Linked DNA regions of Mus musculus: region 1 is linked to region 2. Evidence: chromatin contacts called from public HiChIP or PLAC-seq data. All regions are on one chromosome and are shown on one strand. Each heading gives the region's core, a stretch centred on a gene start, on an enhancer-like site or on the middle of the called end of the contact. The rest is flanking DNA. Distances are from core to core; before and after follow the strand shown.

The links. HiChIP or PLAC-seq counts read pairs in DNA pulled down with a chosen protein or histone mark.
Region 1: a contact with region 2 is called in an H3K4me3 HiChIP or PLAC-seq map of the SCID.adh cell line, with 19 read pairs. The contact joins the enhancer-like site here to the promoter of Rab5c in region 2. A contact is called at or near these places in 7 of 39 promoter capture datasets (the 3T3-L1 cell line, the HPC-7 cell line, HPC-7-derived erythroid cells and 4 more), 1 of 15 datasets of contacts at CTCF or cohesin (the NIH/3T3 cell line), 10 of 484 Hi-C or Micro-C datasets (B cells, the G1E-ER4 cell line, the HPC-7 cell line and 6 more), 16 of 115 datasets of contacts at active chromatin or transcription factors (the 230-238 cell line, CD8 T cells, the HPC-7 cell line and 11 more) and 3 of 9 other capture datasets (adipose tissue, liver and pancreatic islet).

The regions. Positions count from the first base shown.
Region 1 is chr11:100,877,671-100,881,256 of GRCm38.p6, forward strand. Stat5a (signal transducer and activator of transcription 5A) reads left to right here. Exons shown (of 20, transcript NM_011488.3): 13 at 1,609-1,701; 14 at 1,941-2,147; 15 at 2,607-2,701; 16 at 2,798-2,928; 17 at 3,360-3,515. Among named protein-coding and RNA genes, the nearest start is that of Stat5a, 20 kb to the left of the region's middle. Within about 2 kb of position 2,226, at least 16 of the 459 cell types and tissues checked have an H3K27ac peak or open chromatin away from gene starts, as enhancers often do. A contact at or near this core is called in the P5424 cell line and the SCID.adh cell line, where this site is marked.
Region 2 is chr11:100,736,872-100,740,879 of GRCm38.p6, forward strand. It overlaps Rab5c (RAB5C, member RAS oncogene family), which reads right to left and starts at 1,344. Exons shown (of 6, transcript NM_024456.5): 1 at 1,207-1,344. It overlaps Kcnh4 (potassium voltage-gated channel, subfamily H (eag-related), member 4), which reads right to left. Exons shown (of 17, transcript NM_001081194.2): 17 at 3,507-3,750.

The sequences.
Region 1 (3,586 bases), core at 976-3,475, 140 kb after region 2:
AGAACAGCTTACAACCATCTGTAACTCTGGTCCCTGGGGATCCAATACCCTCTTCTGGCCTCTATGAGCACTGCATGAATATGGGATATACATACATACATACATACATACATACACACACACACACACACACACACACACACACACACACATATATATATATGTACGTATGTATATATATATATGTATATATATACATATACATATATATATATGTATATATATACATATACATATACATATACATATATATATATATATATACACATGAGGATAAAACACCCATATACATAAAATAAAAATAAATAAATCTTTAAAACAAAACAAAAAAAGAGCTGGAGACTGTTTCAGCAGCACCTAAGAGCATTTGCTGTTCTTGCAGAGGACCCAGGTTCTGTTCTCAGATCCTACACTGGATGGCTCACACCCACCTATAACTCCAGTTGCAGGGGATTCGACGGCCTCTCTGGCCTCCACAGTCACCTTTCTGGATGTGGTCTGCAAATCCAGGCATTTGGGCACATGCATGCACATGAGAAATCTTTAGAAACAAAAATGTGGTACTTGCAAGATGGCCTCGCTGGTGCAAGCTCCTGCTTTATGGTCCTGAGATCTTGAATTTGATCCCTAGAGCATACAGCAGACGGTGAAAATAGAAGAATTGTCCTTTGATGCCCCCATGCATGCTAGAGCAATATGCTCTCTCTCTCTCTCTCTCTCTCTCTCTCACACACACACACACACACACACACACACACACTTGTAATAATAAAAAATAAAATACAATTTAGAAAGCAGGTTAGGGAATCTACCTCAGTTGGTAGAGTGTCTGCTTAGCAAGCTGGAAACCCTAGTTTTGTTCCTCAGCACCATCAAAACAAAACAAAACAAAACAAAACAAAACAAAACCCAGGAATAGTGGTGCACGATTGTAACCCCAGAGATATAGGTCAGAGGAGCAGTTCATCCTTACATAGGGAATTCACAACCAGCCTGGGATACATGAGACCCTGTTTACAAAATAACACAACAACAAAAAAACCCACATAAAATATAAAATATCAAAGCCATTCAGTAGTGGTGCATATCTTTGATCTCAGAGGCAGAAGCAGGTGGATTTCTGAGTTTGAGGCCAGCCTGCTCTACAGAGTGAGTTTCAGGACTGTCAGGGCTACAAAGAGAAACCCCATCTTGAAAAACAAGGAAAAACAAATGATAGAGCTCTGAGTGCTCTTGCCTCAGCCCAGTTACCCCGTGAACCTCTGTAGATTTGCAGGCTCCTGACGGCTGGGTTCAGCAATTACTTGGGCAATAGGCTAAAAAGAAATATACCCTTGGGGCTCTGTAGTTTTGCTTTAGACCAAAGTCGTGCTATATAGACTAACCTAGCCTTGACTCCACAGCCCTGCCTCCATCTTCCCGACACTGGGACACTAAGCATAAGCCAACAAGCCTCGCACACGCTGCCTGGGCTTTGCTCATGTTTAGAACGGTTGGAAGGGTCTGTGGTTGAACAGTGGGTTTGCGATAAGGGTCAGGGGTCTCAATTCTCCTGCACAGGGCACACTGTGTTGAAAACCTTCAACCCTTACTCTCTGACCTCCATAGACCCTGTCCCTCCCTGTGGTCGTTATCGTCCATGGCAGCCAGGACCACAATGCTACTGCCACCGTGCTGTGGGACAATGCCTTTGCTGAGCCGGTGAGTTCTTCTGGGTTCACTCCCTTGGCCTGTAAGCCCTACAATTGTCCTCAGGTTAGGCCCCAGAGCTGAGCCAGACAGTGAGGCGGGCAGGGTGAGGCGAGTGCCTGTCCCATTGGCTGGCAGGTCCTAAGGGTCTAGCTAGGTTTCAAGCATATCTCAGGGGTGTGTGTGTGTATACACATTTCCAGCTCCCTCAGTCTTCCCTTTCTTATCTTTTTTTTTCCTCTCCCTCTCAGGGCAGGGTGCCATTTGCTGTGCCTGACAAGGTGCTGTGGCCGCAGCTGTGTGAAGCGCTCAACATGAAATTCAAGGCTGAAGTACAGAGCAACCGGGGCTTGACCAAAGAGAACCTCGTGTTCCTGGCACAGAAACTGTTCAACATCAGCAGCAACCACCTCGAGGACTACAACAGCATGTCTGTGTCCTGGTCCCAGTTCAACCGGGTGAGAGGCTGGCCACCAGAGCTAGCTATCTGCCGTCTTGAGGCTAGCAGCCCATCCTCCACTCCCAACCACACTCCCCATAATCAGGAGGGGTTGACACTTAGACCACAGAAATGCAAACAGGGACCACGAGGCATCAAGTTCAGCCATGTGACCCGAAGCAGGATGATAAGGGGAGCCCTGAGCTGAGATCTACTCACGAGCCCGCCATTAATTTTGAGGCCTTTGGTGCCTCCATTTCTCCATCTATTCATGAAATGATCTCGGTGGATCTGGCCAGCACAGACAACTCTTCTTAGCTTCTGCCCCACTCACAGGATAGCCCCATGTATAGAAACTTGAAGACTTGAGTGTGTGTGTGGGGGGGGTTGCGGGGGGGGGTCAGTTCATGCTCTGCTGAGCAGTTGGGAGCAGGCGTGGTGGGAGCTGCTGTGACGTGGGGTTTCCTGGCGCTCACAGGAGAACTTGCCCGGCTGGAACTACACCTTCTGGCAGTGGTTCGACGGGGTGATGGAGGTGCTGAAGAAGCACCATAAGCCCCATTGGAATGATGGGTAAGAATCAGGACCCTGGGGGCCTGCTGTGGGTAGAAGGCTCTGTGAATGGTGCCTGCCTACCCAGCAATGACGCCCCATGTACCACCCGCCCAGGGCTATCCTGGGTTTCGTGAACAAGCAACAGGCCCACGACCTGCTCATCAACAAGCCGGACGGGACCTTCCTGCTGCGCTTCAGTGACTCGGAAATCGGGGGCATCACCATTGCTTGGAAGTTTGACTCTCGTGAGTTCCCATCTTGCTCACACTCCAACCCCTTGAGTTCTTGTCTTCCATCTCTTCACTCCCGTATCCATCAGCACCCCTGTCGTTAGCCAGCTCCCACTTCCGGTAGAGGCAGGAAATGAGCTTAAAGTATGGGAGGCGTGGGAAGGGAAATGGCTCCACATGACTTTTGGTCTCCAAGAACCGAAAACCACTGACTTCACAGACAGCAGACACCTGGTGAGACCCTCAAGTTTCATGCCGTCCTCACCCCTTCCATGCTGTTTGCTGAGTAGAATGTTCCAGCATGAGCTTCCTTGAGTGAGGAAGGAGGAAGGCGAGGGTTGCAGGTCATGCTGAGAAAGGCTCTGAATTTTTTTAAAGCAGTTCTTCCTAAAATCCCATGATCCTCTGGGACTGGGCGCTTTTGGAACAAATTGCTCCTTTTGCAGCGGACCGAAACCTCTGGAATCTGAAGCCATTCACGACGCGAGATTTCTCCATTCGGTCCCTGGCCGACCGGCTGGGGGACCTGAACTACCTTATCTACGTGTTCCCAGACCGACCCAAGGACGAGGTCTTTGCCAAGTATTACACTCCTGTACTTGGTGAGTCCCGCTTCCAGGAGGGCTGGCCGGGGCCATCTCCTTTATGGGCTTTGGGTCTCAGCATGGAGGAT
Region 2 (4,008 bases), core at 94-2,593:
TTGGCCGCATAACAAGAGAACCTTCCAGCTTGGTCAGAGATACCAGCCATTTCACACACTTAAGTCCCAAGGAAAACACAAGAATCCTGTGTCAATACAGTAGGGGAACTGGCACTTTCCAGCACACATAAGCAATTCCTTTACGGACGAAAACTATACCTGCCACGGTGATGTGGACTAACTGCTCTGTGAAAAAGTCCAAGCCAAGAGGGGAGTGGAGACTCTGGTGAGGAATGGACCTGTTGCTCAAGTGTATAGTGGTGTGTGATTCAGGGTGGTTAAGAGATGGTGCCTCAATTTCACACTACTCCTATTTGGTCTATTCTCCACCCCTATAGATAAGCAGGCAGCAGTCTCTCTAAGGAAACCACTCACATGCTCTGGAAGGACAGGGCTGGGCCTGAAGCAGGGGGGAAGGAGGAGGGGAGACAGAAGATAATGAATGGGCAGATCCTCCCTGATCTGTGATCTGTCCCTAGGATTGAGCAGAGCTCAGCTAAATTCTTTAGAGGCAGGAAGACGAACACACACTGAGAGAACTTAAGACAGGGCTGGGGGCATAACGTGCAGTCCAAGGAGAAGGCTGCCATTCCGTCTAAGTGACCCAGAATTCAAACTCTGCTGAGGTCCTCGTAAGCTCAAGAGGAAGTAAGGAACTGTAAGCGCGCAAAAACACTTCTGTGCGTGTACAACACTCTCATTCCGACATCCCCCCCCCCCCATCCCCGCATCTCCGAAAGGAAATCGAGATAAAGATAATTTCAGGGCTGCAGGGGGACAACTGGGTTTTTGGTTGGGATTGGGGAGTGGGAGGCGTAGAACACAGGAAAGGAAAACCAGGAGAGACAGCACTCTCCGTCACCTCTAAAAGAGAAGGGGGACAGGTTCCTTCGCACCTGGTAAAGACTCTTTGATTTTGAAAGCTGAGGGGGTGGGGAGCGGAACTTAAGAGTCCCTCTCTCCCACAAGTGGACTGGACAGGCCAGAGGAGAGCCTCAAAAGACTCCCAAAGGCTCCCGAAGGACAGGTTAGCGAAGGAAAGAGGAGCTCCCCCTTTGGCCTGACGCCCTGGTGAGCCCCTAAGAGGGGGCTACGGGTCGGGGGAGGGGTCAGTGTCCCCCTAAGCTAAGGTTGGGCAGGAGGAAAGGGTACCCCAGGGAGGCTACCACACAAGTGAGACACTGGCCCTGGGACAGGCACACTCACCGCGGCTCCGGGCAGCAGCGTTACTTTGGGCCGGGGCTTCCACAGACTCCGCTCCTCTCCCCCCCACCCCCGGCGGTGTCCCAGGCTCCGGCCTCCACTTCCGCCTTTCAGCCGCTCCGGATCCGGATCTTCAGCTCTGCCCCGCCTCTCTATATTCCCAGGTGACTGACAGAAAGAACAGACCAATGGGAGACACTCCGATCCTACCCACAATCAACGCGGGAAAGGAGGGAGAGTGCGCGCGAGGGATGGCGGGACTTGTAGTTCTCCGCACAGGGAGGAGCCGGGGGCTGCCTGGCACTTGGGTTTTGGGTGGAACCGGCTGCCGGTGGGGCGGAGCCGGTCCAGGCCTGCTTATCGCGTCACTGCCAGTTCCAAGTGCCGCGAGGGAAGGCGTGTGGCTGAGCTTTCCAAGAGAGCAGACAGAGGGCTGTTCATGCAGAATTGAGAAAGGAAAAATATGATGTTCACGTAGCCGCGCAGACCGGTCGTGTGCCCTCGGCAACTTGGAGAAGCCAAGCCCGCCCAGGAGGCTGATTGTTGAGGACATTCTATTATAGGAAAGGCGATGGAGTCAGGTGTAATGGCTCGATCCGAAGGCAGAGGCTTGCAGATCTCTGTGAGTAACAGCTAGGGTTATGTAGTAAGATCCTGGCTTAAAAAAAAAAAAAAAAAAGAAAAGAAAAGAAAAAGAAAAAAGAAAGAAAAAAAAAAGGTGATGAAATCTCTGAGAGCTCTATAGAATGGGCTCTCTGGGGGCTAGCGAAACGGCTCGACAGGTGAAGATGCTTGCAGCCAAGCCTGACTGAGTGCCGTGCCCAGGACTCACATGGAGTAAGACAGACTCCCACTAGTTGTCTTTTGACAACCACCCATCCACCCTCCCTCCCGCTAAATACTTGAAGAAATGTAATTTTTTTTTTTTAAAAGAAGGAGTTGTCTAGAGGATACTAAATGGTTGAAAAGGAGACCTGCTGCTGCCAAGGGTTGCTCTCACTCTCTCTTCCTTTCACATGGGCTCTCACTATGTAGTCCTGATTGGCCTGGAACTTACTTTGTAGATGGGTTGTATTTGAATTCACAGAGATCCTCCTGCCTCTACTTCTGGAGTGCTGGGATTAAACACATGTGCAACCACCACGACAGACTAAGCTTTCTTTCTTAGGCTCTGTTCCCAAATATACCAGACCCCCTCATCTCCCTCACTCTGCCCCCAGTCAGAATTAGCGCTCCTTCAAAGACTACCTGTGTTCTCTCTACCCGTCACTATAGATGAAAACCACTAACCCTTCTACCACAGGTCAGTTCTGTTTCTGTTGCTTCTAATTCCTTCTGTATGAATTAGGACCACTTTTTGTTTGTTTGTTTTTTGTTTTTTGTTTTTCGAGACAGGGTGTCTCTGTGTAGCCCTAGCTGTCCTGGAACTCACTTTGTAGACCAGGCTGTCCTCGAACTCAGAAATCCTCCTGCCTCTGCCTCCCTAGCGCTGGGACTAAAGGCATGCGCCACCACGCCCGGCATGAATTAGGACCACTTCTGTTTAACCTCATCCTCCAACACTGGCCTCTTTCTGCATCTCTCTCCCGGGGATACTACTCAAAACTTTTATAAAATCAAAGCCCACCCCCAGAGACCATGTAATGCCTAGGGCATGGAACAGCATCAGTCATACCCTGAAAGTTTGAGCTGAAGAATAGACCTGTCTGGGACAGCCTGCCACAAAGCTGTGCCCACATCCAATTTCATCTTTATCACCAAGGTGCCAGTTTCCTACAACATATGCACCATATGACATGCACAGACCTACACAGAAATGTAAGCTAAGAGAAGACAGAGCTTGGGAGAGTGAATTCTTAGCAGGTTCTTAACTGGTGACCAGCTCTTTTCTCCACCGACCTGCCCACTATAACAACACTATACCTAGCTTAATATCAAATACCTATCCAGGAAAGAAGAGTTCCTTATTCAGGAGGGTAAGAAAATTCCTGGTATTTCTTTCTAAGGCTAGAGAAATGATCCTGATCAGACGTCTCTCCCACATAGTGTGTATTTGTGGTTGTAACTGGGTGGTAGGGAGGAAGGAATGTAACAGGCCCTTAGCGACTCATTAAGGTTTCTCCCCTTATCCGAGGAGTCCCTGGTGGCGTGAACATGGTGCCAAGTGGATTAGCTGGCGCCTTTGCCCTACCTAGAGACAGCAATAGGGCCCTGGGGTACAGTGGGGTGTGTCTGCTTGCGTTAGCTCTTTCAAAGCCCTGGGGCTCTCAGACTAACCCCCAGAAACAGACAGAGTCAAGGTCTACAAAAATATATGGATTTATTTTTTTTTTATCCAAAAGTGCGCCTGGGTGGGGCATTGAGTGAGAAAGGAGGGCTGGAAACCAGAGAGGGCTTGGGAGTTGCCCAGACCCTCCCTGAGGTTGAGACCATGTTGGGAGGGAGGGGATGCAGGTTTGGCTGATGTTGGGAGGTGGGACCTGCAGAAGGGTAATGCTAGAATGCTTTGAGCTGCTGACAGCAGAAGGAACCACCTTGCATGACAGCCTGTAGAGAGACAGAAACAGATGTTGACAGGCCCAAGTCAAGAGTACGAACAGACATTATTAGGACCCCCTTGGCGCCCACTCTAAGACAGGGATTGCAAACTGAAGAAAACAGAGGGACCAAACAAATAAGGCAAGCCAATTGGACATTAAGAAATGATCAACAAGCAGGAGACTGAAGAAATGGGGACTATTTCAGATGAATGTTGGCTCTTGATAGCCAGACATTGTTGTCTTTTTTTTTTTTTTTCTTGAGAAG